Regions from separate parts of the Mus musculus genome. Here regions 1, 2, 3, 4, 5 and 7 are each linked to region 6. Evidence: chromatin contacts called from public HiChIP or PLAC-seq and promoter capture Hi-C data. All regions are on one chromosome and are shown on one strand. The core of a region is the stretch at or near the end of the contact, and the rest is flanking DNA. Distances in the headings are between cores, read along the strand shown.

The links. Promoter capture Hi-C pulls out the DNA fragments that hold promoters and counts their contacts. HiChIP or PLAC-seq counts read pairs in DNA pulled down with a chosen protein or histone mark.
Region 1: a promoter capture Hi-C map of pre-B cells shows a contact between it and region 6, with 6 times the contacts expected there. The contact joins the promoter of Ubald1 here to the promoter of Trap1 in region 6. A contact is called at or near these places in 5 of 39 promoter capture datasets (the C10 cell line, cranial neural crest, liver and 1 more), 1 of 484 Hi-C or Micro-C datasets (CD4 T cells) and 3 of 115 datasets of contacts at active chromatin or transcription factors (memory CD8 T cells, pancreatic cancer cells and regulatory T cell precursor).
Region 2: a promoter capture Hi-C map of pre-B cells shows a contact between it and region 6, with 4 times the contacts expected there. The contact joins the promoter of Rogdi here to the promoter of Trap1 in region 6. A contact is called at or near these places in 4 of 39 promoter capture datasets (liver, pre-B cells and stem cell-derived epiblast-like cells), 1 of 115 datasets of contacts at active chromatin or transcription factors (effector CD8 T cells) and 3 of 9 other capture datasets (adipose tissue, liver and macrophages).
Region 3: a contact with region 6 is called in a promoter capture Hi-C map of liver, with 5 times the contacts expected there. The contact joins the promoter of Ubn1 here to the promoter of Trap1 in region 6. A contact is called at or near these places in 7 of 39 promoter capture datasets (cranial neural crest, frontonasal cranial neural crest, hematopoietic stem and progenitor cells and 3 more), 2 of 484 Hi-C or Micro-C datasets (pre-B cells and regulatory T cells), 5 of 115 datasets of contacts at active chromatin or transcription factors (astrocytes, bone marrow-derived macrophages, double positive thymocytes and 2 more) and 2 of 9 other capture datasets (adipose tissue and liver).
Region 4: a promoter capture Hi-C map of pre-B cells shows a contact between it and region 6, with 6 times the contacts expected there. The contact joins the promoter of Nudt16l1 here to the promoter of Trap1 in region 6. A contact is called at or near these places in 4 of 39 promoter capture datasets (cranial neural crest, liver and pre-B cells), 1 of 115 datasets of contacts at active chromatin or transcription factors (pancreatic cancer cells) and 1 of 9 other capture datasets (adipose tissue).
Region 5: a promoter capture Hi-C map of pre-B cells shows a contact between it and region 6, with 4 times the contacts expected there. The contact joins the promoter of Cdip1 here to the promoter of Trap1 in region 6. A contact is called at or near these places in 5 of 39 promoter capture datasets (cranial neural crest, hippocampal neurons, liver and 2 more), 1 of 484 Hi-C or Micro-C datasets (regulatory T cells), 1 of 115 datasets of contacts at active chromatin or transcription factors (memory CD8 T cells) and 1 of 9 other capture datasets (adipose tissue).
Region 7: a contact with region 6 is called in a FOXA1 HiChIP or PLAC-seq map of pancreatic cancer cells. The contact joins the promoter of Anks3 here to the promoter of Trap1 in region 6. A contact is called at or near these places in 5 of 115 datasets of contacts at active chromatin or transcription factors (bone marrow-derived macrophages, double positive thymocytes, memory CD8 T cells and 2 more) and 1 of 9 other capture datasets (liver).

What each region holds. Positions count from the first base shown.
Region 1 is chr16:4,878,403-4,881,939 of GRCm38.p6, forward strand. It overlaps Ubald1 (UBA-like domain containing 1), which reads right to left and starts at 1,449. Exons shown (of 3, transcript NM_145359.2): 1 at 1,215-1,449. The coding sequence starts at 1,334.
Region 2 is chr16:5,011,699-5,014,970 of GRCm38.p6, forward strand. It overlaps Rogdi (rogdi homolog), which reads right to left and starts at 1,855. Exons shown (of 11, transcript NM_133185.2): 1 at 1,765-1,855; 2 at 1,605-1,676; 3 at 729-811; 4 at 543-597. The coding sequence starts at 1,809. It overlaps Glyr1 (glyoxylate reductase 1 homolog (Arabidopsis)), which reads right to left. Exons shown (of 16, transcript NM_001079814.1): 16 at 2,204-3,272.
Region 3 is chr16:5,048,694-5,052,265 of GRCm38.p6, forward strand. Ubn1 (ubinuclein 1) reads left to right here and starts at 1,364. Exons shown (of 19, transcript NM_026666.4): 1 at 1,364-2,088. Glyr1 (glyoxylate reductase 1 homolog (Arabidopsis)) reads right to left here and starts at 1,217. Exons shown (of 16, transcript NM_001079814.1): 1 at 1,113-1,217; 2 at 57-93. The coding sequence starts at 1,150.
Region 4 is chr16:4,937,580-4,940,776 of GRCm38.p6, forward strand. It overlaps Nudt16l1 (nudix (nucleoside diphosphate linked moiety X)-type motif 16-like 1), which reads left to right and starts at 1,532. Exons shown (of 3, transcript NM_025839.4): 1 at 1,532-1,714; 2 at 1,799-2,059; 3 at 2,617-3,197. The coding sequence starts at 1,562. The coding sequence ends at 2,838. It overlaps Mgrn1 (mahogunin, ring finger 1), which reads left to right. Exons shown (of 17, transcript NM_029657.4): 17 at 1-717. It overlaps Gm16861 (predicted gene, 16861), which reads right to left and starts at 2,006. Exons shown (of 3, transcript NR_037666.1): 1 at 1,792-2,006; 2 at 1,289-1,585.
Region 5 is chr16:4,788,461-4,791,969 of GRCm38.p6, forward strand. Cdip1 (cell death inducing Trp53 target 1) reads right to left here and starts at 1,481. Exons shown (of 6, transcript NM_025670.5): 1 at 1,371-1,481.
Region 6 is chr16:4,076,200-4,079,531 of GRCm38.p6, forward strand. Trap1 (TNF receptor-associated protein 1) reads right to left here and starts at 1,611. Exons shown (of 18, transcript NM_026508.2): 1 at 1,494-1,611. The coding sequence starts at 1,581.
Region 7 is chr16:4,962,006-4,965,562 of GRCm38.p6, forward strand. Anks3 (ankyrin repeat and sterile alpha motif domain containing 3) reads right to left here and starts at 2,232. Exons shown (of 17, transcript NM_028301.4): 1 at 2,115-2,232. It also overlaps 4930451G09Rik.

The DNA of each region.
Region 1 (3,537 bases), core at 199-2,698, 800 kb after region 6:
ACAGAAGGCAGAGCGTTCAGGCCTCAGAGGCTGACAAGCACTGCTACCTCCAGGGGTAAGCAAATCCAGGCTAAAGGAAGAAGCCTTCCCTCTCTTGCATAGGGACATTGGCCTGGAAGTCTAGCAGGGAGTAGATAAACAGATCGAAGGCTTGGTATCCAGAGCTGGAAGGGCTACAGTCTTCCCAGCCTGGGGAGGTTCTGATCCTGCACCAGGAAGTTAAGCCTTGGTCTCCACTTCCTGGCTTTTCCTACTGAAAATGGGATGGTTCCCACTGGGAAGCCAAGCTCTGGGGTCTCCAACTGGGCACAGAATACTAGACTGGCTCTGGTTGTGACTCACACATGTACCCACACAGCTACAAGCCAGAGAGTCTCATCTCGATACCCACAAGTGGTGAATGTGGGGTTTTGAGTTAGAGGAACAGAGGCATCTTAGTAACACAAAAGACTGGGCACATAATCCTACCGGTCAAGAGAAACCTGGGAGTAGATGAGAGCCAGACTGACCTTCCCATCTTCTGTCTAAAATGCCCTAAAATAAGTGAACCGTATACAGTACACCATCCCAAGATACAGGTTCCTTTGTCAGGCCCGAGGATACCCAGGTCTTCATAAGGATCCCGCCCCGGTGACACCTTTGGAGTGGGCTACACACATACAGACTCTCGTAATTTACTCTGAGGATCCAGCACACCACCCATACACTCCATGACGTATATGAACATACACCGCACCATACCCAGCACGATTACCATCAGCAAACCACCACCTATGTACACGCTGCACACACACACCAAACATGACACAAAGGTATCCTGTATCAGACACGCACTCGAGACGGGCTTTGAGTCCGCACACGCGCCCACATGCCCACAACCTTCGATGTGCCCTGCTGACGCCCAAGCGCGGTGCGTGCGTAAATACAAATCCACATGTACGTGTGCGCACTCCCGCAAACCGCCCACCCGGCACACCGACCCTGAGACCGCTCTCTCCAAGCGACTCCGCCTCCGGCACGGCCCTGGGCGTCTTCCAGGCGGCTGTCTCCTCCTCAGCCGTTACCGGGACCGGGGGGGGGGGGGTGTTGGGGGAGGGTATCCAGTCCTGATAGCGGGGTTTCCGGGGCTCTGGCCTGGCGGTCGGTGATGCCCGCAGCCGGCACCCCGGCACGTGTCCACACCGCCCGCGCCCGTCCCCGGTTCCCCTACGCACCTCGAACTGCCAGTGGGCCGCTTGTAGCAGTTGCTTCGCCTGATCGGCCGCACAGCCCGCCGTCAGCACGAACTGGTTGATCATGACCTGGTGTTTGAGCTCGTCCATGTTCACGGACATGGCGCCGCCGTGCAGCCCGCTCCGGCCTCCCTGCGCGCTAGCCTCACGCGTCCACCATTAGCGAGCCGGCCCCGGCTAATACAAATATTTACTGTGCGCTCTGACTCACCGCGCCTCGCTGCCCCGCGGCCGGCGAAGCATGCTGGGATGTGTAGTCCGCGACGCCCCCGCCGAACGGACCGGGAAGGAGCGTGGACGCCCTCTCCCGAGCGATCTCAGTGGGGCGCGCAGCCCGTGCCCCAGGCTGAGAGGCGAAGTTGCGAACCAGGGACCATTGCACAAGCTTGCCTTATCACTGGGCCCTGGAGGTCCTGTGTGCTGCTGTGCTTAGCATCACAATATTAATAGGCGCGCTCTTAGGGGACTCTCTGATAGCTTTGGTCCTACTCCACTGCCCTAGGCTGAAACACTCCTAAAATCCTGAGACTTAGAAAACGCTCGGTATCGCAGAGCATCTGCCTTTCAAGGCGCTGCTAGAAATCACCACCTCCTGGAAGCATTCCAGAGCTCGCAAGGCATCTTTGCCTAACTCTTGGCCAGTCGTGCAGGAAGAGCGTCTTAAAAAAAAAAAAAAAAAAAAAAAAAAAAAAAAAGACAGCCCCTGCTCCGGAGCCTTGGCGTCCCCTTTCTTTCAACTCCCACTTTCCCACGCAAAAGAAAAACTTCCAGCAGCCTGCTGGCAAAAGGACCGCGCGGAGCACGTACAGAAACGGCCACGACTGCCATTCCCACAATGCCCCGGTTTATTTGCATCTTTCTGTCCCAGTGACGTCACCTGAGTGAGGTCGCGACTGTACCAATGGGCCGTCACGGGGTGTTAGGACCTGGCCATATAAGGTAAACAAAGCTGGCCGCCCAATGAGGCGGCGGCGGGGGCGGGCGCATCACGTGGCGTGGGGGCGGGGTCGGGAGCTGGGTGCGTGATTTCGCAGGCGGTGTTTACAGCCCCGCACATGCCACTTCCGGCTGACGTCGCGGTTGGTAGAGTGGCCGGTCGGACGTGGAAGAGTCGCCCAGAAGCTGGGGGGAGGAGAGGGCTGGCGTTGTCTTCTCGGCTGAGAGACGTTGCCCGGGTTCTTTGCTCTCACTGGCCTCACCTTTGACCTGGCCCCCTGTAGAACCAGCCGGGAGGGGAGGCGTTAGGTCCGAAAGCTTCATTATAGCGACACTGCCCCGAGGAAGTAAGCGCAGGCCTCGGAAGCCAACTGCGGGCTCTTGAGACGTTTTGATACACCTGATCCTTTGTTCTCGCTAGGACCGCTGAGGCCGTAAAGGTGTGGGGCCCAGTTGATACCTAGGGAAATGGAGTTCTATCTTGCCCTTCACTCCTAGGGGCTCTCCGATCGGGTGGCTGGAGGAAGATGGGAAGGAGGTGGGACTGAAAGATCCTTAGATAGGAAGAAAAGGAGGAAGAAACGAGGACGGGGAGCTTGGAAGGCTCTGAGTTATAGCTGCGAGTTTAGTTTATGGGTAGCAGCGGGACTAGTGAGTGTCTCCCTTTCTTAGACGTTTTGCCCATCTGTCCACACGAAGTAAGATTTCAGCCTCTTTGCTGCCTTTTGGAGAAACACTCAGCAGTAGTCTTTGCATATCAACAGTACCCCAATTTTTTTGCTTTTGCTGAGAATATGCCTTTATTTCTAGGAAGCATCATGCATGTGCTTTTGTTTGTTTGTTTTCGAGACAGGGTTTCTCTGTGTAGCCCTGGCTGTCCTGGAACTCACTCTGAACTCAGAAATCCGCCTGCCTCTGCCTCCCAAGTGCTGGGATTAAAGGTGTGTGCCACCACGCCCAACTATGCATGTGCATTATTATAGGCAAAACCAGCACACATGGAGATCACAGTAAAAGGCCGCTCTGATTTCACTGTTGCCATGGAGACTGTAACAAAGTCTGAAGGAAGGTGGGTAGGTTGTAGCCAGACAGACCTGGATGGCATTTTTGACTGTTGTTTCTTCGAAGTTCCACTCTTGTGTGGGAACTCTCCTCACTGTGCAGTGTGGGATGGATGAGCATGACAGACCTAGCAAAAGGCCTGGTACTCTGTGTACAAGACTTGGCATGCATCTCTTCTCGAGTCCTGCGTTAGCTACTGTAGGGAGTGTCATTCCCATTTTTATAGTAAGCAAGCTGATGGTGGATTTCCTTATACTTGTGACATTTGGAGCTAAAGAAAAGACCAGGCACCCAGTGAGCCAGCTAT
Region 2 (3,272 bases), core at 605-3,104, 940 kb after region 6:
GCCAGCAATGCAGTGGGGGGATGGCTGAGGCCCTAGGCGCCTCAGCCAGCCAGGAGGGAGATAAAGAGGAATGTCAAGAAATAGGAACTCAGACCCAGGAAGAACCACAAAGTGGTGGTGGTGGTGGTGGTGGGGGGGGGGGCGAGAGAAGCTGAGAAAGGGGAAGAGCTGGACAGGAGGTAGTGGTGTAGTCTGAACCGTGGGGACGGGCTGTCCCCCAGGGCCTTTGAGGCCTTAGATCAGAGGGTGGTGGCTCATTCAACTTTGATGCGGGGCCAGCCTGCCTAGGCTTCCAAAGTTTGTATTTCACAGGGTCCAGATGCCAGGCTGAACTAAGTGTAATGCCATCAGGTTCTTGTCCTTCCCCTCCTGGGATCTAAAGCCTATCTCATGAGGTAGTGTGAGGGTTGCCTGTGACATTACAGACATACAAGGAAACAGGTCAGAGACAACAAGGGTCAGAGCCAGGGTCACAGAGCTAGCTGGTGGCAGAGCTAAGCCATCACCATCCTTGTCACCAGCTGGACTGTTGGGGGACTCACCGCTTGGCTGAGGGCATCCCCTTGCAGAGTCAGAGTCCCTTTCACCTGGTCTGTGCTGTAACACACACGAGTCAGAGGAGCGCCTGCTACTGCTCCCTCCCCTTGCAGGCTGCCCCACCGTACCCTGGGCATTTCCTCCCCCCAGGTGTACACCCCTTCCAAAGGCTCCTGCCCAACCCAGCTCACCCACAGCTGCCCAGGATGAAGTTCTCCTGCTTGGCAGGGCCCTCGGTGCTGGGGCCTGGGAGAGTGAAGCGGAGAGAGGCCTCCTGTGGAAGACAGCGCAGTCCCAACACCTCACCTCAGTCTGGCCAGTGTTCCATTCCAAGGCCTGGATACTTTGCCAGGTTAGCAGGGGAAGGGACGAGGAGGGCAGGCCTGACCTGGCCCCTCTGCCTCTGCCCTACTAAACCTCCAAGATTTTATGAGCTCAGACCCGTTCATTCCAGTCCTGAGTATATCATGAGCAGCCAGGTGGAACACAGAACAGAGAGGCACAGTGCCTAGAAAGCTGGAGTGCTGTGATATGTGTGGGGAGCAGAGTCCCCGAATCAGACAATCAGTAGTCACAGTAACAGGCTTTGCTAGGTTACTGTCCTAGGCATTCTGTGAGATAGTTTATTTATCTTCACAAACAGACGTGTGAGCCTGGTTAGGGTAAGGGAACAGGCTCAGAAATCCGGGTAACTTGGCTGAGATCACTTCAGAGCTCGGATTATCAGTGTTGTTTTGAGACTGTTTTGTTTGAGACAGTGTTTCACAATGGAGCCTAAGGCTGGCTTCTAACTCATGAACCTCTAGCCTCACTCTTCCGAGTGCTGAAATCACAAGCTTTCACCACTACCCTGCTTGCTCACAGATAAATGTCAGTTTCGAAGATAGTTCACACTCAAGACCTGGTGCCCACTGCTTGTGTAATTACATGCCAGCATGTCTGCGTCTGAACTGTACTCTCAGAAGTGGGTATCTGCACGGGTCACGCTCAGCATCTGCTGTGTGCGATTGGCAGGACCCGGTGGATAGGAAGGATGGCAGGCCGGGCGGGACCAGCGGGAGCGTTACCTTGAGGATGTCCTGCAGCTGTCTCAGCACGGCGTGCACCTCAGCGTGCAGTAACCAGCGAAACTCCTCCTCCTGCGGACAGCGCGGCGTCAAACCCATCCCATCCCCGCCGCCGGTCGGCTGGCCGCCCGCCGCCCCCTGCCCGCCGAGCGCGTCCCACCAGTACTGCCCGCTCCGCGGCGCTCGCAGCCATCGCGGTCGCCATCCTCCTAGCCGCGCACCGTCTCTGAGGTCTGTAGTCAGGAGCTTGGCGCGCAACGCCCGCCCCTTTTTCGCCTCCTCCCGTGACCGATTGGCAAATAGGGCACAAGCTCCGCCCTCAAGCCGGCTACGCCTCAAGCGACTGGCTGTAGCTTCTAGTCCTGGCTGGTGAGTGGCTAGACGGATAGGCCACGCCTCGCCTTCTATCCGCCCGCCTCAATCCCTGTTTTTCAGCAGGGACCCGGGCTTTGGCCACCACTGATTGGTCGGCGGGGCCGTCCATCAAGTTATTCCAGTATTGTCCGGCTAGATGGAGCCCGCCCAGGGTTCCACCGGGAAAGAATCAGGTGAGTTGGCTCCTACCTAGGTCCCCCTAGCATTTGGGTACAATGATACAGTTATGGTACCAAGAAATGTTTTATTTTTTTTTCTTGCAGTAGCTTTGTTAATTGCACAAAATCATGTTTTGTTTTTTTGCCATTTAAACATTATCACACAATCCTATTCTGAAAGACAAATGTTCATTAAAAACAAAGTGAAAATAAAAATTCACAACCGTAATCACCTAGATCTGTCATTTCAAGGAAAAGCGGGAGTAGGGGCTTTCTTACAAGCATTTCCACAGTGTCACATTTTCTCCATAAAAGGAAAGGGTTTCAAAATGAAAGGTGAAATAGCTTAAACAGAAATAGTCATAAAAAGGAACTTTACAGAATTGTCAACAATATTAAGACAACATTGACTAACCGGTTTTCTTACAGCATCTTCCCCACCCCCAGCCCCCAGGACCAAGACAGGCTGTGTCCAGACAGAAACTGTTCAGCATCCCAGTGAATGGACAATTGCACTGAACTCCACAAGCATCCCCTGCCCCGTGCCCATGTCCTGAGATCCTTATCCCAGATGGAAAAGTTAAATCGTGGCTTTGAAAATCCAAACTCATGAGGAGGAAGGCTTCCTCGGGTGATTCCTCTCGTGTGACATTCTAAGCCTCTCTGGTCCCCTCTTCAAGGAGAAATGCTTCAAGTCCCAAAAAACCCAGAACTTGGAACCACTGGCAGAAGTAAGGTTCCTCATCAAAAGCCCAGCCTAGGAAATGCTCATCTAGGAAATGCTTATTATTGGTGTTGATCAGGCTGGGGCTGGGTCAAAAGAGGATGGGACAGAAATATCTCCATGGAAGGAAAAGGGGAAGAGGGACATGCAGGGGACCTGTGTAGAGCAGGCTGAACAGGTAGCCCAGCTCAAGAGCCTGGCGTAATGGAAACAGGAAGGAGCCGCCCATACACTTCACTGCTCCCAAGGCCCTTACGGCCCCTTCCCTTGGGCTGGAATGCAAATCCAAATGAAACCTCCTGGGAGGAACAGGCTCAGGACAGAAGACTGTAGACTCTGCTCCCCCTGAAGAGGGGTCTATGTGGCTATGCTGGTCTCTCTTCAGTTCACAGAGACACTCTGGGAGCTGCG
Region 3 (3,572 bases), core at 114-2,613, 970 kb after region 6:
GTTAACCCTCTCCCTTAGCTTCAACTACCTTCTTTTAAAACCAACAATGCACTCACCTTTCCTGGCCAGGGAGGATACCGGCCCAGTTTCCCCCTAGAGAAAATAATACAAACAGTCAGAACTTGCCCTGGAAAAGCCAGTCCATCTCCTTCAGCCCACTCAACAAGCAATCTATGCTTCTAACTCTAGGCTGAACAAAAGGGCCAGAACAAAAGCAGGCAAACCAGATGGGTCTTTCACAGCTGGGCTCAGGGCCCTCACATATTACATACAAAACTGTATATATATATATATGTGTGTGTGTGTGTGTGTGTGTGTGTGTGTGCCTGAGATCTGTGCACTCTTCCCGAGAAGGAACATAGAAAAACAAAACCATCAGGACGTCACTGGTCTGGTACCTCCCTGGGAGAGTGTTGGAAACTTCTCTCTGTAAACACAGACTTCCCTAAGACTGATTTAATTCACCCCATGATCGGCTTTCCTTTGACAAATGATCATGGAAACCTTCCTCTAGGTAGGGAAACTACGCAGTTCCAAGGAGACAATGGTCACTCTTGGTTTTGGCTGTTGCAGGGGACACAAGGAACAGAACGAGAGGCACTGGATCACCGCCTAGCCATCATTTGCAAAGGAGAAGTCACCCTCCCCTCGGTTTCTTCATGGGGCAGCGCCGGGCAGTCGGATTTCGCCACCTGGAACCAAGCCTCGAGCCCACGTCTGTCCCAACCGAACGCGGGTATGGACGGCTCTGTCTCTAGCAAGGTATCCTCTCCTGCTTTGAGAGGAGGTCCGGAGAGACCCTGGGACTCCACGCCACGCCAGAGTTCTCTGCAGTGGCAGCTGGAGCCAGAGTTCTAGAGCCGTAACCCTCCCCTGGGATGGCCTCAGGGTTCAGAGCAGGGACCGCCGCGGCCCCTCTCGGCCTCGGTCCCCCGGGGACCGGACAGCCTCTTCCGCTCAAGCGTCGTTCACACCGCGGCGGCACCTCCTCTTCCCCACTCTCCGCCGTCCGGAGTGCATAATAAAACTACTCCTGGGCCAGCTGGCAACCCTGCGACCAGGAAAAGCAGCTTCGCGCCGTCTTTCGTTCAGCGCTGGTCGCCAGGACTCACCACACCAAGTCGCCGAGCCGCAGACTCACAGCCGCCATCTTACCACCCAACCACCGCCGCCGCACGGGCAGCCGGGAACTTCAGGTCGCCGCGGCACCGCCCATTGGAGTTGGCCTGACCACGTGACGGGTGTTTGCTGTCATCCGCCTAGCGGATGCGCTGACGTCACCGCGCCGCGGCCGTCCATTGGACTGCTTGGAGGCACGTGACTTGAGCGCCGCGCTCTCAGCGCGTCGAAGCCCAGAGACTCCAAGCTCCCGCCTCCCCCCTCCCCTCCGGCTCGTGACAACGAAGCATCCGCGGTCCAAAGCAGCGGCGGCGGAGGCGGCGCGGCCGGACTAGCGCGAAAGGGAGCCGACTGTGCTGCCCGCTCGCTTCCGGGACTCTAGACTCATTTCCAGTCTTTCCCGCTGCTTCCGTTACGGCTGTTAGGCAGGCGCGGGCCCCGGGCCGTTGCCGAGCCTGAGGTCCCGGGCGGATAGGTGTTGGAGTCCGGTTGCTGCCCTGACTGACCCTGGCGCGGCCTGGAAGCCAGTCTCGGTCCCAGCCCGGGGCAGAAGAGGCCCCGGTTGCCCGCGAGCCCGCGCTCGGGGCGGGAGCTCCAGACTGCTGAGGAGCGCCCAGCTCGACAGTCGGCTTCCGGAGCGGCGTCCCCGCCAAGCGTCCTCGGCGTCGCCCGACTTGTTTTCTTGGACGTGGACTTGGCATATCTCGGCTCCCCCCGCTGGCTGACAAGAGAAAGCGGCAGTTTGTCGAGAGGCTTCCTTCCCGCGGGCTGGGGAGCCGGCCATGGGCCGCGGCGCGGGCCCTCCGCGCGCCCGCCTGCAGCGCTCGGGAGCGGGCCGCTGAGCCGCGCCGCAACCCGAGGGTCCCGGGCCGGCATGAGGACCACCACGGGGGGACGTCTACGGCCCGCGTCGGCTCTGGGGACAACGGTGAGCGCCGCGGTCTGGTCCAGCCTCCCGCGTTAGCCTTCGTAAGTAGTGTGACACTTTGCAAGAAGTTTTGACAGCTGGAAGACAGGTGACAGTAATGGGAACTGGTACCTGCCGAGGGGCAGGGCGGCTGCCCTAAGTTCCGTAGACCGAGTTGAAGCTCGACTTTGAGCAAGAAAAGTCTCACACCCAAGAAAAGGCGGCAGGAGTCTGTGTCAGGGTGGACTTAACTTACAGCTGTACTTTCTGAAGTCAACGCCTGCTCGGAAGGTGACGGGTTCACGCCCCTTTCCCCAAAGCAGTGTCCTTGTAGAGGCTTTGGTTGTCAATTGCTCTGAGAGATGGTGTGGTGGAGAAGCTGGGTGGTTGACCCCAGCTTGTTTTTTCTTTGGAAGAAGTACCACATTTTTCAAGGACTGTCATTTACATTGTGTGTTAATTAAACACGAACTGACCATTTAAAGTGTATTTAAGATTTCATAAAATTTGACAAATGTTCTTAATTTAGAAATTAGAGTTTTCCAGGAATTTAAGAATATTGTAATGACTTGTCTTTAAATGTAAATCTTTACAACTAAATTTAGAAACAATCCCATCAAAGTCAGGAATAGAACAAAGGATACATTGTCTAATGTCCTGTAATTCTAGTTAATGAAATAAGACAGGAGCCGAGTAGTGGTGGCACATGCACTCAGGAGGCAGAGGAAGGTGGATTTCTGAGTTCGAGGCCAGCCTGGTCTACAGAGTGAGGTTCCAGGACAGCCAGGGCTACACAGAGGAACCCTGTCTCAAGCAAACAAACAAACAAAAGAATGAAAGAAGACAGGAAACAAAAATAAATATAAAATAACCTGTCATTTTTGTAGGACTTTGCCTTTCAAAATAAAAAGGGAAAGCCATTAAATAGGGAAAGAAATTAATGAAAAAATTAGCATACAAGTTTTTCTGTTTTTTTTTTGGTAGTCAGTTCAAAAGTAAATTAGTTAAAAAGAATGTATTTATGATAACAAAAACATAAAACAGTCCCTAGGAATACCTGGAAATAGGCTTTTGCATAATATGTTTTTTGTTTTGTTTTGTTTTGTTTTGTTTTTCAAGACTTTCTGTGTGTAGCCCTGGCTGTCTTGGAGCTCCTTGTGGATCAGGCTGGGTTCCATCTTAGTGCTGGGACTAAAGATCTGTCCACCACCACAAACCCATAATCCCATAATTTGCTTTTTAAAGAGAAGAATTTTTTCCTGTGTGGCATACTAATATTCAAGTCATTCGGAGTATTTAAACCCTACTTTGTGGTTTGTTTTTTTTTTCCTTTTTGTATTTTAGTTGGAGATAAGCTCTCATGCAATCCAAGCCTCCTTCTCCTTGTCCAAGAGTGACTTTAAACTTAGGATCCTCCTGCCTCTTCCTTCACAGTGCTTCTATTACAGCTATATATTACCATTCTCATTTTAATTTAATCCCAGTGTGTGATTTAATTGAATCAGGGCCTCCAGTGTGCAAGGAAAGCACTTTGCTGAGTGACATC
Region 4 (3,197 bases), core at 282-2,781, 860 kb after region 6:
ACACCACAGTCCTTAGCAGTGGTCAATGTCCAGTTCCCCCGCACAGGTCCTGCTTCACTCACATCCTCACCCGCTGCCAAGGTGGCGGTTTGTGCTTGCAGGGCAGCACTGCCCACCACCTGCCAGGGAGGAGCCTGAGCAGCTTCCATAGCAGATCCGTTGCCAGTTACCTGGCCTGTAAGCTTCTTACTGATTGATTGTCTAAGGCTCCTGTCAGAGCCCACCTAGAAGCAGGCTCCTAGTGATACTTTGTTTCCAAGGCAGAAGTGGCCCATGAGTGGCCCCAGAGCAGAGGTGCCCCAGGCAGTGCAGCTCCCTGGTGGGTTGGTAGAGGGACCTCAGCTTAAGGAACTGCCCTGCCACTCACCCAGGTGACAGCCTGTAGCAGTGCATGGAGACCCCTTTAGGCTCAGGGCTGCTCGAGCTCTGACTCTAACCCTGCTCCTTCCTAGCACAGCTCTGCACATCCATCTCTCTCTCTTGCTGAATGCACATATGTGCACACATGTCAGCATGTGCATGCTCACTCCCCCACTTCTCACCTGCCAACATCCTGGCCTCTGGCCGTGGCACTGGTGCCAGTACTTTGAAAGATGGGGTGCAGCCTACACACTTACCTGTCTCAGACTCACATGTACTATCATCTGATGTACTCTGATTGGCTAGTTTGGGTTCATTTTTACTGTATATTTATAGTAATAAAATCATGCAGCAATATTCTATGTGTGCCTTTGTTCTGGCACAGCACTATGTAGGCAGCAGCATTGTTGGCTTTTGGTGTAGTGACAGGACACTAGAGTGGTTTCTGGCAGAACTCCTGACAGGTTTTGTTGCTGCCTTCATTTGCTTGTGTGAGAGGGGCAGTGAGTGCCCCCTCCAAACATAGACAATGGTTTATTGCTATTTTGTTGCTTGCTGTGTCTGAAACTGGACTTGGAATTTGGCTCACCTCCACTGGGCAATTGATGAATCTTAGCCTCTAGGTGGGCAGGTGGTCCTAGTTCTTATACCCATCCCAACTCCTGTGATGTTTACTGAACATTAATCAATGTGCCAGAGAGGGGCAAAGCATAAGTAAGGCTTAGGTCCCCTGTCACTTGAGCTGGAGTCACTTAGACATTTAAGTTTTTTAAGGCATGATTTCATAGGCAGTGGAGCCACAAGCTCTGGGTGAAGCTCAGGGGAAAACCAGCCCCCTCATGGATGAGGTGGATATTGAGACTTCAGATGCCCTCTCAGGGATGTTCGGGACTGGAGACTGACACGTCTTGATAATCAGTGTACCTACCTGCTTAGGACAACCTGGTCTCCGTGCGGTGCGTCTTGGTAGCTGTAGTTTTCTGGTGGTTGTGGGGTCTCCTCTGCAACTTGGAGGGTGGCGAACTACATAACTCCACCCCCACCCCACCCCGCCTCCGCCAGGGTCTTTCCTGGGTTCAACCCCAGAAGCACAGGACTGGTGGAGGCGGGCTTTATGCACGTGGAAGCACGAGGATTGGGTCTGGTGTTGTGGGCGGGGTCGCGCATGCTCGTTTGGGCAGTGGGCCTGGAGCACATCAAGATGTCGACCACGACGGTTCCGGAGCTGAAACAGATCAGTCGGGAGGAAGCAATGCGCTTGGGGCCCGGCTGGAGTCATTCATGCCACGCCATGCTATACGCCGCCAACCCCGGGCAGCTTTTCGGACGTATCCCCATGCGTTTCTCAGTGCTGGTGAGGAGCTGGGCGGGCAAGCAGGGCGGATACAGGCTTGGGACGCCCAGTGGACCCCACGTCCTGACCAAGCTTACCTTGCAGATGCAGATGCGCTTCGACGGGCTGCTAGGCTTTCCCGGGGGTTTCGTGGACCGGCGCTTCTGGTCGCTGGAGGATGGCTTGAATCGGGTGCTGGGCCTGGGCCTGGGCGGCCTACGCCTTACCGAAGCTGATTACCTGAGTTCACACCTGACTGAGGGTCCACACCGTGTGGTGGCACATCTGTACGCACGGCAGCTGACATTGGAACAACTGCATGCTGTGGAGATCAGCGCTGTGCACTCACGGGACCACGGTCTGGAGGTGGGGCTACTGCCTGGGGCCCGCCCCCATTCCCACTCCTGAGGTTTGGCTCTGGCACCACAGAAGGCACCTTGGGTAACAAGTACCCCTCAGGGTCCTCACCCTGGCTATGCTGGGTGGGAAAAGGGACTTGGGATCTGGATCATGGGCTGTTTTCATTTGCCTTGTCTGCCATTGTCAATCCTGGGAGTGGGGCTTGGGGTCACTGGAAGGGATGAACAGGGCCTGCTTGGGAAATTGAGACCAAAAAGACCGGGTTGCATGCAGTGTTTGGGATTATCTCCTGAGAGGAAATTGGGGGATTTGTAGATTCTGTGGTCTAAGGGGCATGGAGTGAAACCAGGGATCATGGGGGTTGCTGCCAGACAGGGTGGGGAGTGCATAGGATTGACCTTGGAACTTGGAGAGAAGGCACTTTACTGCCACCAGCCTGGCCTGGCCAGACCCTGCCTGGGTCTCCCCTGTTTCTTTGGCAAACTGGTGGCTGACAGGCATCTCTGCCAGGGTCCTGCCTCTACAAGAAGAGCCCAGCCCCACTCATGCCCTCTGTCCCACAGGTCCTGGGCCTTGTACGGGTCCCACTGTACACACAGAAGGATCGAGTAGGCGGCTTTCCTAACTTTCTGAGCAACGCCTTCGTCAGCACTGCCAAATATCAACTTCTATTTGCCCTTAAGGTACTCAACATGATGCCCTCGGAAAAGCTGGCCGAGGCCTTGGCCTCAGCAACAGAGAAGCAGAAGAAGGCTCTAGAAAAGCTGCTCCCGCCCTCATCCTGAGGTGCTTCTTGTGCAGGTCCCTGCCCTCCCTTGGCTGTCTCTGCCCACAGGCCCTGGAATTCCCGAGACGCGTGCCTTCTAGTGTGTTTGCTTTTGCATCCCTTCTGACTGCAAGGGACATGCAGGCAGCTGTTCATCATTACTGTCCCAAGCAGTCCCTGGGACCTAGCTACACTCTCAGGTTGGTCAGTGGGGGTGGGCCTGGGCCTAACTTTTCAAGCTGAAGATGCTCTCACCCATCCCAGGGCTCAAACTGTCCTGTGCGAGTCTGTTCATGACTAGTGGAGTCCCAGCTAGAGCCCATTCTTCGAAGGCAACCACTTGGTTGGAACACAGATCCTGGACTGGTCATGGGTTTT
Region 5 (3,509 bases), core at 231-2,730, 710 kb after region 6:
TAATTATTGCCAGCATAATCTGCTGGGACAACCAGGCCTCTGGGACACATTCCATTTTCTCTCTCTCAAAACAGTTTTGTCCCCTGAAGTGTTCTTTACACATTCCCTCTTTCTTCTGGTCAGCTACCTTCTCAACATCCATGTAAAGGTCTTTCCTGGTTCTAAAAACACATCCTATAGAAACCCTCCAAAACCCTTTGGATCGTCAGGACTGGGAGGCAGACTGATTTTCAAATAGCCAAGGGGAAAAAAAAAATCAATAAGCAACAAGATTTCTAAGTCTAGTTAATAATATGTAAGCTTTACTAGGAATGGAAATATACTATTATCTGCATGTACTTTGGCATGAAAATAAAAGACTGAAGGATAAGTACCCAATAAAGATATTAATTGTACATTCTAGGTGGTAGTCCATAGGTGTGCACTGTAAAGTTCAACGGTTTTTGTATGCTTTGAATTTTTCCTAACTAATGTCAAGGTAGAGGAGGTCTTTGAGATAGTGAGTGACCAAAAATATCTTTCTTATTATGAGCAGAGAGCAAGAAGAGCAGACATGTTCACCTCTTTCTTCCCACCCAACTCTGGTCAGCACCAACAAGCTAAGGACCAGAAAGAGCAGTCCTATTTGCCCAGAAAATGCCCTGTTTGGAGTACACTACAAAACTGATATAAAAACTACTGCATGCCCTCTCCCCAAAGTCCCTGATCCTTACTCCCAAGACACAGATTCTCAGTTCCAAGTGTGCATGAGAATTTCTGGAGAGCTTACTAAATGCAGATTTCTGGGCCTTACCCCATAAATACTCAAATCAGATCCTGGGGAATGGGGAAAGTCCAGGTCTTTCTGATACAGAGGATCCTATCCTGATCACTCCATCTTCCTTGACACCTGTTGAGAGGTCCCAGGAGACCCACCTTCTCCAAGGTCCTGGATGGCTTGGGGCTTCGCCAGCCCCTCGCCTTCCTAACGTCCTGCCGGAGCGCCACGTAGAGCCAAGTCTAGACCTGCAAACCGGCGGGGGAAAGAGGGCGAGACGGCCTCCTCCAGGACCGCCAAGGTCACCCGCGGGTCTCTGAGGCTTACCTCAGGGATCCTCCCCGACCGATCGCCGTTCCTCAACCCTCCATACCCCGAGGAAAATGGCTCGTACAGCCGTCGCTTACAGAAAAGTAGAAAGGCGTGATAATCACCCGAGTGGGCTGGCCCTTCTCTGGCTGATATCCCCTGTCTGCAGGCCCAGTTCGCTCGGGGCCCTGGAATGCTAGCCCTCGCAGCCCCGCAGCTGCAGCCACGCCGAAATCAACTGCCCTGATTTTGCGTGGCGTTTCGGAGGGAACGGACTCCACCACGACAACCCAGGCCCGTTTACCTCGAAATCCAGAAGCCTGAGGCCAGAGGGACAGAGATCTGCAGTGGTCCGGCCCGCTGCTCCGAGGAGCCCCTCTACCAGAGGACTCGCAGCACTCACCGCCCCCGCACCGAGAGGACCCTGGAATTTGTAGTCTTTCGGCGCACCCGCAGCATTCCCTGAGGCGGGAGCCTACAGCTCCCGGCACCCACCGCGCGGCGGGTGAGGGCGGAGCTCGGCGGGCTAGGTCACGCGGGCGGAGGGTTTCGAAGCCTAGCCCCCGCCTCGGCGTGTGAGAGGGGTCCCTTCGGAAGCCGCTTGGAAGTCTCAGAGGTGACTCACCGTCAGTTCCAGCCCCTCACCGGCCAAGCGCTGCCGCAGGAAAGGCTGCCTCAGCCCCGTAGCTGTCCAGAGGGAACCGCAAGGCTGTGGAGAAAGGCCCAACCTCCTGGCCTCTCGCCTTAGGGCGGGGCTTCGCGCCTCACGCAATGAGCTTGGATGACGTCAGTGGAGGCCCGTTGCGGGTGGGAGACGAACGAGTGGTAGTTCCCCAGGCCTTTATGATGGGGGGGGGAAAGGCTCGAAAGAAAGATGGTGGTGCTAGCGCTCCCTCAGGCCAGCCAGCCAGGCGTGCTGCGCACCCCAAGAGTTGAGGGAGAGCTACCACCCTTGCCCTAAGCTGCCTGGGCTTTCATGAAGCTGTGAACCACACCAGCTGTCCCTGCCCTCACACAGATTCCACTCTGACAGACAATACACAAATAAGCCACAAAATGACCAGCATCTCAAAGGAAAGCAACAGGATGTCCCAACAGAATTAGAGTGTTGCCTCTGAGTAGGGAAGGTAGGAAAGGCTATGTTGGGATGAGGTGTGAAGTAAAGAAAGAGACTGGCAGTCGTGGCGCACGCCTTTAATCCCAGCCCTCGGGAGGCAGAGGCAGGCAGGTTTCTTAGTTCGAGGCCAGCCTGGTCTACAGAGTGAGTTCCAGGACAGCCAGGGCTATACAGAGAACTCTGTCTCCAAAAAACAAACAACAACAACAACAAAAAAAAACAAAAACAAAAAAAAAAAGAAAGAAAAGAAAGAAGACTGGTATAGATGAACTTTTGAAAGGCACTTTGGCCAGCAAGGTGAAGACTGGAAGACAGCACCAAGGTCATCAATGAAGTTTGGATTTATTGCACATGGAAACTAAAGCTCTCTTCTTTTTCTTTTGTATTTGTGTGTGTGTGAGGCACGCATGTATGTCAAAGGGCAACTTTCAGGAGTCAGGCCTCCTTCCAGCATGTGGGCTTTGGTTCTCACTCAGGTCTTCCAAAATGGCAAAGACCCATGAGCCATCTCACGGATCCTTTTGTATGTTTAGGCAGGGTGTTCCTCTGAGTCTTTCAGGCTCACAACCATCCTCCTACCGCTCAGTCTGTCAAGTGCTGGGATTACAGGCAGGGAGACATCACAATTTGAGGAGTTTTAAGCATTAGAACTACAACTGAGTTTCATTGGTCACGGGTTTTGTACTGCACATTTCATCTGACCAGTAACATATTATTCCAAAATCAATACTTGTATTTTCACGTTTATTCATGGACATATGGATCCTGTGCATTGTTAACTGAGGTTAATTAAGAGCAACCTGTTAACAAAATATTGCATGTATAGTGTTAGTGGTTTTGTTGTTTAAAATGGCCCTAAGGGTAGAGTTGAAGTGCCATCTAGTGTTTCTAAGTAAAACTAGATTTGATGTCCTTTGTGTGAATTATACCCGTTAATGATTAACTTGGAATTACCAGTAATCATCAGTGTAACATTAAAGAAATAAAAGCACTTCCCCTTTGAGTCCTTCAATCAAGAACAAGCTCAGAGTTTTTTGTTTTTGTTTTTTCATTTATTTTATGTATAAGTTCTCTATCTGCATGTACACCTGCATGCCAGAAGAGAGCATTAGATCACATTACAGATGGTTGTTAGCCATCATGTGGTTGCTGGGAATTGAACTCAGGACCGCTGGAAGAGCAGCAATTCCTGAGCCAGTTCTCTAGCTCCACAAGTTTAGGTTTTAATTCTGTACTTCATGCTTCTTGTGCCTTCCGTCCTCTGTTGTCTGAATTTGTGACTGCTTGAAGGCTGTCTTGTGAAGGTTTGTTCCTGTGTTTTTGTGT
Region 6 (3,332 bases), core at 361-2,860:
CTGGAGAAACAATGAGTCAAACAACCAATTGACCAATCAACCAACAGCACGGGGTTCTTGATAGCTGATACTTCCCAGAAGGAACACAAGGAAGCAGGCTGAAATCTTTAATGAAGTGGCAATCTCTCCAATAGGAAATGGATACTATGTATGTATTTTCTCCACCTAAGACCCAGGGAGAATTAGTGCCACCACAGCAGCAGGCAAAGTCGGTGAAAAGGAGCACCAATGTTGCAAATAAAAAACTTGAGCTAGACTCCAGAGTCAACTTTGGGAACAGACTGAGCAAACCAGCCAAGGTTGAGAAGGTGTTTGCAGAACATGATGCAAAGATACACAAGAAATCAGAGAAGATACGGATCCACTGTTAAGTAAAACCAGCTTCTCTGTAGATAGAAATCACAAGAGATGTCTTCTACACAGAGCTCTTTTTTTTTTTAGTATTCTCCGTGGCACTGGGGACCAATTCAGGGCCTATGCAAGCCAAGCACAAACTGCCTTTGGGGGCTCTTTTTTTGTTGTTTTGGTTTGAGACATACTCAAATGTTGGAAAAGATACTATGGGTAAATCAGTTTTGCTACTAGAGGACACATATACAGACAAAAGTATTTTGAGCACCAGGCACTGTGGCACACTTTAATCCTACCACTCTGGGGAGCAGAGGCAGATGAATCTCTGTGAGTTTGTGACCACCCTGGCCAGGCGGAACATATATGGTGAAACCCTGTCACCCTCCCCACACCCAATAAAAAACTGAGGTGAAGTTTGGCAGATTAGCTAATACAGAAATAAAAGGGCAAATTCTGAAACCGAAAACATGTTCCTAAAGATTTAAGCAATCGCTCACTCAAATCTGTTAAACACTGTAACGATATTTGTGGCCAAGAGAACATTTAGTGGAGGATGAGAGCGACAAAACTTCGGAAAGCCATTGGGAAGCTATGTTTATGCGAAACATAAATGTAATGAATGCCAGAAGCTTTAATATTCTTTCGCAGTTAATTCTTGACTTGAGCCCTTTTATGTAAAAATAGCTGTAAATACGTATAATTTAAGTGTATGTAACGCTAACATCTTCACTGTTACATGAGTGCGGGGTGGGAAAGTATAGATTAAGGTTATTCTCTCTCCTTTCCTTTCTCTTTCAATTCCAGGGATCAAACACGCGGAGTTCACTGGCTCCCTGAAGTCCTGGGTAACCGTTGGTTTTGCTCACCGTAGTTACCCCAGGGCTTGACTTCTGCGAGAGCTGAGCTTGTGAACAGCCGCGTGCAACGAACTTGTCAACCCAAGCGCGGGAGCGTCTGCAATCAGGACTACCAGGGACTGACGAGAGCAGGCTGTGGCTGCCCGTGACTCGGCTCCCCAAAAGCGACCACAAGGTCCTACTCCCCGCCCCACTTAGCAGCTCCGGCGCAGTGCGGCCTCCCGCCGGTCTAAGAGTGTGCACACAGCCTCAGACGCCGCCTCTGCGCTCTCGTGCCGCGCTCACCTCGCCGAACTCCAGCCAGCGCGGGGGCCCGCAGTACAGTCTGCAGCCCGCGGCCCCACAGCAACACAGCTCGCAGCTCGCACGCCATGCTTCCTTTCCCAAGTGTGGCTAACAGCCTAACAGAGTGATGAGGGGGCCTTCCGCGGGGGCGGCTCAGTGACGTCATGGCGCGCGACGGGCTGTCCAAGGCGTTGCCTGTGCGAGAACGGGAACGCAGCAAACCGCAGCGCGGGGGCCCTGAAGACTGTACTTTTTGACCTTGGATCTCAGTGACAAGGTCGCTGATCCCTTGCATTGTGCGTGTGAGGGTTATAGTGTCCCCGGCCCGCGGTGCTGGCGGTCCCTAGGCGGGAGCATCCCATTCTCGAGATGGCACTACCCAGCTGGAGTGTGGATCCACTGAAAAACTCTTACAGCAATGCCAAAACCTACACTTTGACAAATTTTAGGTTTGACTGTTATTCGCCAAAACGTGAGCTCAGTAACCAACACCTTTGGACTTACCCGTTTATTGTGACTTTCTCCCTACTGGAAGCTTGTTTGGGGATCCAGGCCACAAACCTTGTCTCTAAAGTTTTTTTTTTTTTTTTTTTTTTTGTTTTTTTGTTTTTTTGTTTTTGTTTTTCGAGACAGGGTTTCTCTGTATAGCCCTGGCTGTCCTGGAACTCACTTTGTAGACCAGGCTGGCCTCGAACTCAGAAATCCACCTGCCTCTGCCTCCCAAGTGCTGGGATTAAAGGCTTGCACCACCACGCCCGGCCCTCTAAAGTTTAATCCAAACTCCAGCCGCCTCCAGAGCAGGTCGCTTGTCCCGGTCCTAACCTCAGAGTAAGGCCCAGCGAGGACCTTTCTGACAGGTTCTCGCTTGATTCTGACACACACCAGATACATTTTCCTATGATCAGATTTTACTAAAACATTAGAGCGATTATCTAGCTTGTTAGCAGACACTAGTAGCAAGAGCAGTTAATTCCTGGATCCAGAATAGACTTGAAGTTTTGGTATAGGGAATGTTTAGTTACTGTTCTAGGTTGACAAGGATTGCTCCCACATTGACTTTATAGATGGAAAATAGATAAGAATGGGCAGATATGAGGCCAAACTTTAATACAGGCTCTGTATTTAAAGTGCCTGTTGCCCTGATAACCCCAAGAAATTGACAGAGCACTGTGTGCCTGTGATCTCAGTGCTGGGGAGACAGAAACAAGAGAATCCTTGGGTTTTGCTAGCCAACCAATCTGATTCTGATGTCCCATGTTCAGTAAAAGGCCATGTTTCAATATAAGGTGGAGAGAGCACCTGAACACCTCACAATTCCTACCCCTAACCCCCAGCCAGTTCTGCTCCTGCTGGGCCCACATCCTCCACAACCAGCCCCACCCCTGCTCCCTAGTGTCTTTTTCCATGGTCACCCTTAGATCCTCACAGTTCTAGCTTCTGCCCCCAGGTTCTGTATTACCTCCTCTAATCTGCCTGAGTCCCAGTCATCACACAGAATAGCTTCTCTTGATACTAATCCTCGAGGTTTCATTCTTTTAATTCTCCATTCTGGAATCATCTCTTCAGTCAGAAATGACATACTCAGCCGGGCGTGGTGGTGCAACACCTTTAATCCCAGCACTCGGGAGGCAGAGGCAGGCAGATTTCTGAGTTCGAGGCCAGCCTGGTCTACAAAGTGAGTTCCAGGACAGCCAAGGCTATACAGAGAAACCCTGTCTCGGAAAAAACAAACAAACAAACAAACAAACAAACAAACCAGAAATGACATACTCATCTGTAGAACTCTTCTGTAGATATGGCTTGAGAATATTAAGAAAGGAGAAGTGACATTTAGTAAAG
Region 7 (3,557 bases), core at 982-3,481, 890 kb after region 6:
AGAAAGGACGAGTAGGACAGGGGAAAAGAAAACCCTAGCAGACTGCAGAATGCAATCCTGATGTTACTTGAGCAGGAATCCAGCTATGCAACCCTTTTATGTATAACAGATGAACACAGGATGACAGGTGTATGGTTAGGAGTCCTTTCTTCTGGGTAATCCTACTCAAACCAAAGCCTAGCCATTTATCTTCTAACAGATTCTTAAGTCTGGGAGCAATAGGAAGCTAGTACAGGACAGGAAGAGTTCTGAGAGAGGTCAGGTGCCCCTCTGCATAAGGCCTTCAGCCACGAGTCCGAGCCCTACCAAGGCAAAGTCTGTGGGGGTCGGAGGTGAAGGGAGAAGAGATAACGGCAGTTTACAGTGAGTAGAGCCTCAGTTTCACTTTCTGCTCTTACCTGTGCAATGGCCACTGTTTTGTTTTGAGACAAGGTCCCACTGTGTAGCCCTGGATGACTTAGAACTCAATGTGTAGGCCAGACTAAACTTGATGGCACAGATACACTTGTCTTTGCTGAGATTAAAGGCCTGTGCCACATACGTAGATAAATGGTCACTGGTACTAAGCATTGGTGGGGGCCACCTCAGTGATCCCAAGCCACTTTAAGTGGCTGAGTCCTTCCGGGACAATATCGCAGTGCTCTGGCAAGGTTATTACGCTGAGGTTGGAACTGACCCTAACCTGACCCAACAGAGTCAAGAGTAGAACAGCAGGGTGGGAAGACCCGGGCTTTGGCACTGAACCCACCTGGGTCCCATCTCGGGGTCAAGACCACCACAGGAGTGGCCTCAAGGATACAGAGCACCACAATATCCATACTCAAGAGTTCTGGTGAACCCAGAAGGAAGCCCGAAGGAAGTATGACCCAGAAGGTACTAATTCCCTCGAGGCCCTTAAACACTCTAGCATTATCCTGTGTTGGTGAAAGCTGGGCCTGGCAGCACAACTTCCAGACGAGGCAGAAGAGTCAAATCCCAAGCCTGCCTGGGCAACTTAGTGAGACTAAAATATTTTAAAAGTAGAAAGATGGGCTGGAGAGATGGCTCAGCAGTCAAGAGCACTGACTGCTCTTCTGAAGGTCCTGAGTTCAAATCCCAGCAACCACATGGCTCACAATCACCAGACAACTACAGTGTACTTAGATTAAAACAAATATGTTTTTAAAAAGTAGAAAGATTGTTGAGGATCTATCTCAGTGATAAGCACTATATATACACAACTTGCAAGGACATAAGTTTACTTTTAAAAGTTATAAAAAGGACAACATACAACAGTTTGCCAGTCTCACGATGAGTGATGTGTGTGGGCTGGTAAGGTGAAAACAAGGCCTGTATCCTGGAAACACCAGCTTCTCCTGCTGCAAGGCCTGCGCTCAAGTAGCACCTAACCTAGTCTGAACCAACAGAATGGACACGTGCTTCCCCAAACTGGAAACCATAGGCGGATTAGCAGAACCCTGGAAGAACTCACACCTGCAACTCCAGCTCTTGGGGGGCTGAGACAATAGGACCGCCTTTGAGTTCAAGGACAACCTGGGTAACATTAGATGCTTACACTAAAAACATCCAACCCGCCAGCGTAGTGGCACCGGCCTTTAATCTCAGCATCTGGGAGGTAGATCTCAGTGAGTCTGTGGCCAGCCTGGTCTACACAGTGAGACACGCCCACAATCTCAAAAAACCAACACCCCCAAAAAATCGATTCAAGTAAAATAAAAGTTTCTATGTCTTCTGCACCTCTCTCTCTCAGAATTTCAGTTGCAGCCCTGATAAGTTATTCTTAAAATTCTTAAATCTTAGTTTTAAAAAAAATTCTATTCTGGAGGCAACTGTCATTCCTCCAAGAGATCCATGAAGGCCTCGAGGGAGCCCCTGCAGCCCAAATGTACGACGCAGTTCCGACCCTAGCGGTCCCGGCGACTATGCACGACCGCAGGCTCCCGTGTGGCTCAGCAGTCTGGCCGACACCTCGCGTGACCCCTTAGTTTAGCACCACGGCGGCGGGCCCGTGTCCCCAAACCCTGCGACAGGCAAACGCCAGGGCTGCCCACCCGAGCAGACTCAGGGCGCCTTGGGCCCCACCTCTCAGAGGGCCCTGCCGCGGCCCGGCCTACCTTGCAAGGCCTCAGGTTCCCGGGCCACCCTCCAGCGACAGCGGCTCGCCCCTCACCGGCCGACAGCCCTGCGCCCGGCCCACCCCGGAAGTAATCCTCGCACGGCGCAGAGCATCCCGGGAAGGTGACGGACGTTCTGTTATTGACACGCCACAGCAGCCCATGAGATGGCAGATACCGGCCCATTCGCTCGGGAGCCAATCCTGAGGCAGAGAGGCAGGCGGCGAGTCGCCAGGCCGCCGTGGGTGGCCGTACTCAGCACGGGGACAAGGCAAGTGGGCGGGCGGAGCGGCTGAGGCAAGTGGGAGACCGCGGAAACCCACGCGACGATGGGTGGGTCCTGGCTGCGGGTGGCAGGGAATGAGACCCTCCCCTCGGCTCTAGCACGGACTGCCTCGTCCCGCTGCCTTCCAGTTCCCTTGACAACGACGCCTGGCGCGGGGCGGGGCGAGGCGGGGCCAACTGGCTTTGAGGAGAAACACTGAGCCGCTCGGTCTTCTGAGCTCCTCCATGCTCTTTCCTCTGCGGGTCAAGCCTTCCTTCAACCCTCCCCGCCTTGCACACCTAAAGGACGATCAGTCCTGGGCGGCCCCCTTCACTTCGGTGATTCTGTGTCCTACCGCCAAAGCCCCTGGTAGGAAACATCTTTTGGTGCGTATACCAAAAGCGTCTCCACCTGTGGTTCCCAATTCAGGACAGCCAAGCACCCGTCCTTGCTCAAATGCCCTAAGACCCCACTCACTCCTCTGACGCAGCTCTGGTTTGGCACCGTTAGCTGATCTGCTTGGTCCGCTTGCTAGGCCTTCACCCACAATCCTAAAGTCCCTCTGCCCCTGAGGACTGAACGTGTTTTCTTTAGGGTGAGATATAAAAGGTGGAGCTGAGCCAGCGACTGGATTATAGAGACTCATTTGAGTGATGACTAAAAAAAAAAATCTCTTGAATAATGGATCTTAAACCTCTAATTCTAAAGATTATTTTTAATTATATTAATGAATTAGTTTGTATTTTAATTATGTGTATGGGTGTGAAGGTGGGTATGTGTACTCCAGTGCAGATACGAGTGGACGCCAGAGACGGGCTCTCCCTGAGGTTAAAGTTGCAAGTAGTTGTGGTTTTGGAAACTGAATTGTGATCCTCTATGAGAGCAGTAGAGGACACCACCATCTTGTGCACTCATGACTGCACATACCCACACATACAGTCCTGCTACCAAGTGACATAAGTTTGCAGAACCAGAAGGAAATGGGTAGAAACTAGAATTTTTGCGGGTGCATTTTCATCTACAGCTGATCAAGGCTTTGGGAAGGCTACCAATGCTAGTTTCTCCTTGAACACCCAGACACTGCCACCTCACCTTGTGTGCTCCACAGGACTCCTTGATGATGACAGACGGTGTCCTTTGAGTCCTGGCCCCCATGACATCCAAAGACAAAGCAGTGA